Linked DNA regions of Zea mays: all the other regions are linked to region 4. A link is a contact called in public Hi-C data. All regions are on one chromosome and are shown on one strand. The core of a region is the stretch at or near the end of the contact, and the rest is flanking DNA. Distances in the headings are between cores, read along the strand shown.

Evidence for each region. Hi-C and Micro-C count contacts between places; a contact is called where the count stands out from the background.
Region 1: a contact with region 4 is called in a Hi-C map of ear, with 2.1 times the contacts expected there. The contact joins the promoter of LOC100283197 here to the promoter of LOC103635449 in region 4. A contact is called at or near these places in 2 of 25 Hi-C or Micro-C datasets (ear and tassel).
Region 2: a Hi-C map of ear shows a contact between it and region 4, with 3 times the contacts expected there. The contact joins the promoter of LOC100282465 here to the promoter of LOC103635449 in region 4. A contact is called at or near these places in 3 of 25 Hi-C or Micro-C datasets (bundle sheath, ear and tassel).
Region 3: a Hi-C map of tassel shows a contact between it and region 4, with 2.2 times the contacts expected there. The contact joins the promoter of LOC541802 here to the promoter of LOC103635449 in region 4. A contact is called at or near these places in 2 of 25 Hi-C or Micro-C datasets (ear and tassel).

What each region holds. Positions count from the first base shown.
Region 1 is chr8:81,957,592-81,960,291 of Zm-B73-REFERENCE-NAM-5.0, forward strand. LOC100283197 (lactoylglutathione lyase) reads right to left here and starts at 1,267. Exons shown (of 3, transcript NM_001156099.1): 1 at 834-1,267; 2 at 620-728. The coding sequence starts at 1,015.
Region 2 is chr8:81,708,400-81,711,099 of Zm-B73-REFERENCE-NAM-5.0, forward strand. LOC100282465 (ATP10 protein) reads right to left here and starts at 1,356. Exons shown (of 7, transcript NM_001155375.2): 1 at 1,129-1,356; 2 at 947-987; 3 at 777-840; 4 at 481-678. The coding sequence starts at 1,260.
Region 3 is chr8:81,885,260-81,887,959 of Zm-B73-REFERENCE-NAM-5.0, forward strand. It overlaps LOC541802 (cellulose synthase-1), which reads left to right and starts at 1,370. Exons shown (of 14, transcript NM_001111484.1): 1 at 1,370-1,638; 2 at 1,956-2,151; 3 at 2,381-2,565. The coding sequence starts at 1,552.
Region 4 is chr8:80,988,557-80,991,256 of Zm-B73-REFERENCE-NAM-5.0, forward strand. It overlaps LOC103635449 (dnaJ homolog subfamily B member 11-like), which reads right to left and starts at 1,282. Exons shown (of 10, transcript NM_001347061.1): 1 at 994-1,282; 2 at 582-730; 3 at 367-493. The coding sequence starts at 1,076.

The DNA.
Region 1 (2,700 bases), core at 17-2,516, 970 kb after region 4:
TATATATATATTAAATACCCTGGTCCGTATTTCGTTCCGGGCCCCTGCTGTACATGCATGTATACATAGGTACTAGGTAGTTGAGAACAGCATTTCCAAACTGTTGGCCCAGATCTCTTCTCTCTCACACGGGTTACTGTGCAAAACAGCAGCTGCAGCAGTGTGTGCCCGCTGTCTGTCTGTGTCAGCTAGCATGATTTTTTCGTACATGCCAGAACGCAAAAATTATTGTCGCTACATTATTACATCCCACGGCCACGACGATGCATATGCATCTCAATTCCCGCGTGCCACTGCCACATGCATGCAAGCGAACAAGGGTGAGGAGGGCCGGGGAGGGTGGTACACGTGTAGCGTACGTAGTATTACTAGCAAGGGAGGAACACCGATTTCAACTTCTTGTATTGATCAACTGTACTACGTAAAAGAGACCTAGCTAGAGATACATGGAAAGACGTATAGTTCACTGCTTGTTGTAGTGTGTGCCTTAATTTGCTGCACACGATGGAACGACGATCGACGGAAAAAATATAATCAAGATATGGATGGCGACAGAGACAGATATGGATGAAAAGGACACCGACGACGGCGAGAGGTGCTAGCTGTGGTGACAACTGACCTGGAAGGAGATATGGTTGTCCTTGGGGTTGATCTCTCCCTTCTCCGGCGGGAGGCTGCCGGGGTCCTCCGACTGCAGCAGGTGGATGCCGATCCCGTAGTTGAACAGCCTGATATATATATACCATCATATAATTATAAATCGATTGAAGGTACGTACGTACTAGTACTACAGGTATATATAGATTCAATACAGACACGACACGCGTACGTACCAGGCGCCGCCGAAGTCGAAAGAGCCGGGGCGGCGGATAGGGACGAAGCCGAGCACGTCCGTGTAGAAGCGCAGCGACGCCTCCACCGACCGGCACACGATGCTGATGTGGTTCAGCGACGCCAGCGGCAGCACGCCGCCGCCGCAGCTCGCCGCCCCCATCGTCGTCGTGCTCTTCACCATCCTCCTGCAGCGCTGTTAATTCCGATCCGCGCTATCTATCTGGTCGATCCTGCTGACAACCTATAGCTAGCTGCTGCTGCTATCAACTGGTATCAGAGAGCAGGGCGTGGGTAACCAAACAACAACCAATAGCGGTGGAGATAGCTGAGCGAGTGCGACAGCAATGCAAGCACTAGATGGATGGTCCGTTGCAACAGCAAGCAACACCTACGCACGATACGAATAGTTTGGTCTCTGGCAGGAGTGCGTGATGGAGGTGGTGTTTGTTGGGCATGGGACGGACTTTATAGACGATACTGGGACTCCCCACGTAAGACACGTGGATCCACGTCATCCTCATCGGGATCATTCCATTCTGTAGTGCACATGACATGAAGCTAGCTAGCTAGCTATAGCCATCAACTGACTACGATGCCGTTCACTACTAGCTTACACATGCATTTGCATGCAGTGTACTACTACGACTTGTTCCCCTGGCCACTCTTCAGGGTTGCAAACGAAATTAAATGAATAAATTCTTGGTCGGCCGTCGTCGGCGCCAAAACATAAGTACTACGGATTTTACTACCCAGCCTAAGCCTATATATGGATTCGGACATACATATAGTTGAGGACCGCTAAAACCAAATTAATGTCACAAAAGTCACCTAAACTTCAATCGAAAATTTCAAAACTCTTTTTTTTTTTCAAATTTTAGCTTAATGTTTAAAAACTAAATAAAATATTGAGAACTAACATTATTACGAGTATCGTGTATTTATTTACCGAACATCATCATCGGTACAAACCTAGAATCAATTAGCACAAGTCGAGCGAAATTCCTAACTCTCAGGGTACGGCCGGTGCACGACCGAATGCGGCCAAATTCGAGCGTGTCACTCGTGCAGCGCTGCGCGACGAGCAAGCTAGCTTTTGTACCCTGGCAGTTTGCACCATGCTCAGCTGGCTATTTGCGTCTCTACCATGCATCTTAATTAGGAGTATTAATTTTGTCTACCTGCTGCGGCGTGCTGGCTACGCGGTAGAGTTCCAGAGGCTTCCATGGAGGCTTGAGCGGCCGGTCCGCCGGCTGTAGAGGCCGCAGGATAGGATAACATCTGTTCTCTCCCGACCGGTGGGCATGGTCGTTCATGGTTGAGATCAGACGAATTTCGATAGCGAAAGCACTCCACAGAAAGCCAGATTTCAGTAACGAGAGCAGCCGCAGTTTCTAAGCTAAGCCCGCCATCCTGTCCCGGCCGCCCTGAGCAACATGTTAGCAACCATGTTAAATAAAAATCGAGTTACAGTTTTTTTCGATTTAAATTTGTAAGGAGTGTTGTATTCATGCTTCTTGATATATTTTAAAAGCTAAGTTTTTCTAAAAAATAGAATTAATCAGTTTTATTTTTAATGCTTCTAGAGAATAATTTTTAAATTTATAATGGAATAACAAAAGACAATAGAGTATGAAAACTCATCTTCTTTGCCTTAGCACTTTTATTCCATCTCTCATTTATGTTAAATGAGTTTACAAGCATATTTTTGACTCCTTAACACAAGGTGTGGCACCAAGGTTCTTCGGAAACTAAGTGACACGAAGCTATTGCTCTCGAAAAAGAACTTTATGTAGGACACTGTTAATATATTTATAAGTAATATAAACCGATTTTGTACAAAATTACAATTGCGCCCCTTGAGGCTTT
Region 2 (2,700 bases), core at 106-2,605, 720 kb after region 4:
TTCAGCTAGCTCGAGAGAGATGACACCATAAATCTAGGACTTGACCATGCCATGTGAGCCCAAGGCATCAACCCAAGCACGACCTAAGGCATCAGGCCAGGCTAGCCCGACACTAAACTATTACGGGCCATGCCGAATTTGGGTCGTGCTTTGTTTACGTGTTTCGGTCTGGCCCACGAAGCCCAGCCCAAATGTACATGTATTATCATGGAGGCACGATGTAGAGACACCTAGAAACCAGAAAGGTAGGGAGAAACCTGGACGATATCATGTTGAGTTGCATGCACTTCAACTAGCAATTCACTTATATTCTAACACTATACAATCCTATTAATATGTAATTGTATGCAGTAACATAAAAGGTATTGAGTTGTGGTGCTAGATTTCTGCAGAAATAATGCAAAACCAAACAATTGGAGTCCAATTTGTCATAGCAGAAATCTACTATCTAGCCAAGAAAAGCTGGGTAGTCCCTCATACCAGCGAGCTTGCGCGGAAGGAAAGGCACACCAATGAAGCACCAGGAATCTTATGGTCTCCAGCCTCACCATCATCAGCTTGCAGAGTTGGTGCAACAAGAGGCAGATGCAGTGCCCCTCCATCAGGGGAATCCACATCAAGATCAGGAAACTTCACAGCATCTACCTCTGGGATGATGACCTTACTCGCTGTCGCAATCTGAACCATTTTTTGCGAGTGTGATTACTGGTTACTCAAACCGATCAAAAACTAGTAAATTTGTGTTACATAGTACATACTATATATAGGTGATATACCTTGCCAGCGTTCTCGCGGATCTCGGCAAAGTCTTGGAAGTAGCCTCTACTCAGTTCATCGGTACTGCACTAGACCAATCAGAACCAAAACATCACACCATACAATGCTGCAGCGCAGCAGCAGTAACCAGTAATGGCTAGTAAACGAGGTTGAAGGAGAGGAGACTTACAGCCTGGCCTTATCCTTCTCGATGGCCTCCTTGTTCCCCGTCTGATCACTCCAGCAACACACACACACACACAAAAGTCACTCATTTCACTCTCAACCATCTCCATTTCTACGGTTCAACAATCTTCTAAAATTAACTGCAGTTGCGGAGGAAACGAGGAGGAACGGAGACGAAGCAGCTACCTTGCGGAAATCCAGGAAGGCGCGAGCAAACGTGGCGCGCGCTAGCGGAGGGAAATAGTCCCTATGGACGCCAGCTCTGGCGCCGGCGAGGCGGAGCAGCGCCCGCGCCGCGTCGCGCGCCCTCACCATCATCGCCGCCACCCGCCCGCCGATCCACTCGCGCTAGGATTCGGAAGCCGCGAGAGAGCGAGACTGGTCAGCGGGCTGACAGCTGCGGTAGTGACTAGTGACAATATGGGCCGGAGCCAGATGTGTACTTTTGTGCACCGTCTAACAGGCCGGTTCAAATCACACCATTTCAGTTATACAAGTCTAGCACGGTTCAACCTAATTATAGACCTAGATCAGAACGGTCTAATATATATGTTGTACCTGAGCCTCGAGTCAAGGTTATGGGCCAGTCTAGTATAGCTCATTTAACAAAGGCTCATCGAAGCCTATTAAACATAGACTCATTATTTAACTAACACCCGTCAAAGTCCATAGGACCAACACAACTTGGAAAATTTAAAACTTCAATAGGCATTCGAGAACCAATACCTACATGGGATAGTGAATAGTAATAATGATCATTATATATGTATTCTGTATGGCAACTAAACACTAAACAGATAACTGAATATTATTTGTGAGCTACTTGTACTCTTTTTTATTTCTGGCCAAAGGTTTTAATGTGGCAGCCACAAAACATCTTAGTTTTATTTTGGTCATATATATTGTTGGGGGCCTTCGTCTTTCGAAGGACCTCAGAAACACGCTTAATCATTTGTTTTCAGCATATTATTAAGTATTGCAGGAGCTTCGTCACCAGAAAAGATTCGATATAGATCGATGGAAGTACAACGAAGCAAGCTTCGTCATGATGAAGCAGAAAGGAGACGTAAGAAGGTGTTATTCAAGCTGTTAAGTGCAAATGACAGTACTGTCCTCATGGCATTTGTAAACCTTGTATGTATTTTTTGAGGGTATGAATGCAATTGAAAGGATCACGATGCCCAAGAGGGGGGGTGAATTGGGCTTTTCTAAAAATCAACACTAATTAAAACCTAAGCAAGAGCTAAACAAGAGCCCAACTTCACCCCAACAACTAGCACTAAGAAAATAATACTAGAAACGTAACAAGGCTAAAACAATGCTTCAAATACTTGCTAAACAAATACACAAAGTAAATAGCTTGAATTAAGTGCGGAATGTAAAGCAAAGTTTAGAAGACTCCTCTAATTTTTTTCCGAGGTATCGAAGAGTCGGCACTCTCCACTAGTCCTCGTTGGAGCACCCGCGCAAGGGTATCGCTCCCCCTTGGTCCTCGCAAGAACCAAGTGCTCACTACGAGATGATCCTTTGCCACTCCGGCGCGGTGGATCCCTCGAGACCGCTTACAAACTTGAGTCGGGTCACCAACAAGATCTTCACGGTGATCACCGAGCTCCCAACGCCACCAAGCCGTCTAGGTGATGCCGATCACCAAGAGTAACAAGCCATAGACTTTTGCTTGACCAAGAGAAGCCTAATGCAAGTGGTGTGTGCTCTAGGTGGCTCTCACTAGCGCTAATGAGGAACAAGCACGGATTA
Region 3 (2,700 bases), core at 120-2,619, 900 kb after region 4:
TATGCACATATACTCATTCTTATATCAAAGTGGTTAGTCCAATGTAGTGCGTTGAGGACTTAATCACCAAAACAGGTAGAAATGGTCCTATGACATATTTCTCTTTCACCGCACAAAACCAAAAGGGTAAGCTGATAGGAAGAGGTGTGCATATTATTTTCCAACACTTTCTTGGTCTCAGGCGTAGAATTGGAGTGAGCAACAATTATTTTATTTTAATTATGCTAGCTAGCATTCGAACTCGAGATCTGTGACTCAGCTCATATCTTGTTTGGCACTGCTCTAGGTTCTAGCTTCGGCGTGAATCTGTGGTGTATAATATAAATTTAAACAGTTTCAAAATATTTTTGATCTAAATGAGAAACAAAATGATTTATCTAAATGCCTTCTAAAAGTCTGCAACTTCAGTTTTACGATTTTTCGAAGCACCTAATGTCCTGCTTTATCAACTTCACCAAGTTTTTTGAAGCTGAAATGGTCCAAACAAGATCTAAGTTAGGCCCCGTTTGATAGGGCTCTTTCTATGTCAGCTTCAGCCCTGGCTCTAGCAACTCTAAGAAAACAACCCCTCCTTAGTTTTAGGAATAACTCTAGAAAGAGCACCCTGTTTGGTTGGTAATATAGCTCCTCCTGCAGCTTCTCTTAAGATGTAGCGTTGATGAAGAGAAAAACATGGGAGATGAGTCGATAGAAGCTCCTTTTCTAGCTCTTGACTTCTGCTGTTTTTTTAGAGCTCCTCCCTCTTTTATAGCAAAAGCTTATCAAAGAGCCCCTTTGATAGATTTTTTTTAAAAAGTCGTTGAAGGAGTTTTTTAAGGAGCCCGGGACTTAGATGCACCAAACAGTTTAAACCAAAAGTTTAAAGCAAGGAGAAATATGCATGTACTACTAATCACAAGCCCATGATCAGGTCGATGCCAACTCACACGGAACAGACATGGTGCAATTGCATTTTCAGTCCCTTTTGTCACCACTACTAATTAAAAGGAAAAAAACAAATAATCAGCGGCACTGCGGCAGGTAGAAGGCCAATTCGGTCCGCCGACGAGGCACCGACAGATCGACCTGCTGCAGCCGGTCGCCCGGGCCCCGCTCTCAGCGTGCGCGGCGGGGGACAGCCTGGGCACAGCGACGCGACGTCGACGTGCACACTCCCGCCCTTCCGCATCCGACGGCGCTTGGTCTCTCCATCGGTCGCGCCAACGGCCGAGATCGCCCGTACTCCTCCCCGCCGTTACGTGCAGCAGCTCCACAGTGACCGGCGCTAGCCCGGGGGGACTCCCACCAACTCAACTAAACGAAACCGAGTGAGAGCGGGGGCGTATTATGTAGGAGTAATTGAAGGGGAAGGAAGGTGTGAAGCGGAAGCAGCAGCAGAAGCACTGCGCGGCATTGCAGCGATCGAGCGGGAGGAATTTGGGGCATGGTGGTCGCCAACGCCGCTCGGATCTAGAGGCCCGCACGGGCCGATTGGTCTCCGCCCGCCTCGTCGGTGTTGGTGTCGTTGGCGTGTGGAGCCGTCTCGGTGGGAGCAGCGGGGAGGGAGCGGAGATGGCGGCCAACAAGGGGATGGTGGCGGGCTCGCACAACCGCAACGAGTTCGTCATGATCCGCCACGACGGCGATGCGCCGGGCTCGGTACGTCCAGCCAACCCAGTGCCGTCCTCGCTGCCTGCTTCAGATTCAGTTCCTAGCGGCTCATGTCGTGCGCGCGTCTGTCGCTGGATCTGGGCTGAGGTCTTAGTTCATTGAATTAGTTCATCTTATGTAAATTCAAAATTACCTTCCTGACATTTTGATCTTAGCCTCGACTTCAAGACTAATAGACACTTGATCGCAGGTTGATTTTTACAGTCTGTTGCTCACCAGTAAAGTGCATGAGTCACTGATGTGTTCTCTAATGCTGTAATTCTGATTGCATGTGTGCTGACTTTGTCGTTATCTCGCTAATGCAGGCTAAGCCCACAAAGAGTGCGAATGGGCAGGTCTGCCAGATTTGTGGTGACTCTGTGGGTGTTTCAGCCACTGGTGATGTCTTTGTTGCCTGCAATGAGTGTGCCTTCCCTGTCTGCCGCCCATGCTATGAGTATGAGCGCAAGGAGGGGAACCAATGCTGCCCCCAGTGCAAGACTAGATACAAGAGACAGAAAGGTTGGTTTCCTGGCAACTCCTTTGAGTGTGTGTGTAACTTGTATGATGCTAGCATGACGGAGTTCACATCACATGCTTACTTTACGTGAATAAAAGGTTCCAGGCTTGCAGCATAGTGGATATGCCTTATGATAATGACATTCGACAGCCTAGATTAAGCCATCTGCTTCATTTTATTCTCTACAACAGTAATTAACGAATTCTTCTTACTTCGTCTTATGAAATTCAGGTAGCCCTCGAGTTCATGGTGATGAGGATGAGGAAGATGTTGATGACCTAGACAATGAATTCAACTACAAGCAAGGCAATGGGAAAGGCCCAGAGTGGCAACTGCAAGGAGATGATGCTGATCTGTCTTCATCTGCTCGCCATGAGCCACATCATCGGATTCCACGCCTGACAAGCGGTCAACAGGTATAATACATGTCATTCATGTTCATTTGTTGATTTGAGTGATACTGTGGTGCATTGTTCGCTAGTTGTTACTGCCCACTGGTGCACTTCTGTTATTAATACTTATTTCTATATGAATATGTGCTCTTACCAACT
Region 4 (2,700 bases), core at 32-2,531:
TAAAAAAATCATTATGGTGGTGCTCTCAAATCCTACAGAATGGAAGGTACACATTCCAGATATGTCATATCGGAAATTCCATCTTGCAAGTTAACACATGTCAATGAGTCTTCTTTTTGGATAATCAAAGTGCATACAAGCTAGGTTACTCCCCACATTTGAGATTTCATCCTAAACTGTGTGCACCTGCTATTTTTACAGTTTTTTGGTATCATATGTATGCTAGTATCCATGAGATGCAAAAACTATGCTGACACATACACACCAACCTAGGGGCAAGCGGGCAATACAAGCATGATAATTGATATTTCAGTAGCAAAACTTCTAGTTGATCTGTTGAAACCTAATGATTAGCATCCACCTCACCTGCTAAAGATGTCCTGAATGTTCATTCCACCGCCACTTCCTCTCCCGCCTTGGAACTGCTTCAACCCCTCCTCGCCATACCGGTCATAGATCTTCTTCTTCTCCTGGTCCGTCAACACCTCATACGCTGCAACAAAATACATTTATTAAATTTACAGTGCAACTTATCAATTTCAGATTATCCATTCAATTGTAAAGTACTCAGCGACTAGTACCGTTGTTGATCTCAGCGAAGCGCTTGTTGGCCTCCTCGTTGTCGGGGTTCTTATCCGGATGATACTTGAGCGCGAGCTTGCGGTACGACCTCTTAATCTGATCCTCGGACGCGCCCTTGGGAACTTGCAGCACGTCGTAGTAGCTCTTCCTGCGTCATCGCCATCAATATTCAGTCAAATCACAAGCATTACTGATTAAACTGGAGGGGAGTCGAGCACACAGATCTCGACCTGACGCATGACAAATGAAGAGTAAATGAACCAGTAGAAAAAAGGCTGTCAAATGGGAAAAATGGATCAAACGATCTACGAGGGGGGTTTCGAGCGACAAATCCGCCAGTAACAGAAAGGATTTTGAGATCTCGGGTAATCCACGCCAGAAACAACACGTCATCAGAACCCATAAACCTACCCAGCAATGGCCACAGCGAGATTCAGGAGGACGAAGAGCGCGGCCGCAAACCGCGCTGCCCCTCCCTTCCCCGGCGTCGCCATCCCGCCCCCGCCTCCTCGAGAGGCCTCGCCGCACCTCTCTCCTCGGCCCTCACAATCCGGTGTTTCCGCACGGTTGTCAGCTACGGTTAACGATCCCGAGCGTGAAGAGAGACAGCTTCTCCCTCGCCGTTCTATCCCTCGTCGTCCTCTTCGGCTCTTCCCCGCCGCCACCGTCGCCGTCCTCCGTCTGCTGCAGTGGCCTTTTGGTTCCTGCGGTTTAAAACTTTCTAGAAGGAAAATCGGGTGCCTGTTCGTCGGAGAGGGGCGAGTGGGGGGACGTGGAGCGTGTGACGTGGACCAATAGAGTGCGGGATACTGGGCTCTCTGACGAATGGGGTAGGTCCACGTAGATACGGTTCGCGCTTTTGCGGTCAGCCGAAATTGCTAGGTTCACTACAAACGGATACACGTCAGTAATAGACGGAGAAGCGGCCGATTTTTTTGTTTTTAGTCATTTTTCGAAAAAAAAATATATTTAGACATCTCGATAACTTATTTCATGGTTTAAACTCTTTACTCAGCGTTATAGCCTATGGCACCAGAGCAACACAGCTCGGTGTCATAAGCTATAGCGTCAAACTCGGACGTGGCATCGACGACCAATGACTGTGTCACACCCGGATTTAAGTATTAAACCTAGGTGCGTCTCAAATGTATGCTAAGATCAAGTCTCACACATATAACGACTCATAGTACAGAAACGAATGTCACATCTTTAATATATAATAAAATTACGTATAAAATAGTTAAATAATTACATCATACGAAGACAACGATCCAGCAACCATAGTTGACTGGAAGACGACGGCCTAGACTTCTCATGAACTCATCGCGACATCTTTCATGCTCCCCATCATGTCGGTACCTGTTCTTGACCTGGTGTAGGATCTAGGACACCGGCTAGAGGGGGGTGAATAGACGGTTTGACTAAAATAAAATACACTAGAGAAATTTAATCAAAACAATAAGAGCTAGTTTGGGAACATCGTTTTCCCGAGGGATTCCAATTTTCCCAAGGGGAAAACGGTGTTCCCAAACTAGCCCTAAGAGATATAAATTTACTAGCCTTGATAAGTCAACAAAACATAATGAGCAATTTATGCTAACACTACAAAAGATAGACAATGCACAAATTACTAACTACTTGCAAGTAATGAGTAAAATGTGAGAGAATGACACCAAAATTTATCCCGTGGTATCGATGATTTGCCGATCACCCATAATCCATGTTGAGCTGGAATTCAAGCTCACACTTGCTCTTCTATCAAGACAGGGCTTGATCTTTGAGCCAAGTGGACAAAACTCACTCAATACCTCGATTCCACTTGTGTCACCTTTGTCGCTCCGGCGAGGTGGGCACGAACCCCTCACAATCAACACTGCGGCTCCTCCACAATATTCACGGAGAGCTCGACGGAGACAACACCTGAGACGTCTAGGAGACGACAACCTCCAAGAGTAACAAGTCGATGACGCTCGTCCAGTGTACCGCCTAGTGCCTCAAAAGATCACAAAGGATGCAAATGCACTAGAACTTTTCAATCACTCACTAGAATGCGATCTCAAGCAACGAGTGTGAGAGTTTGAGTTAGAGGATCACAAATGAGTTTAATGCATGCTAGGA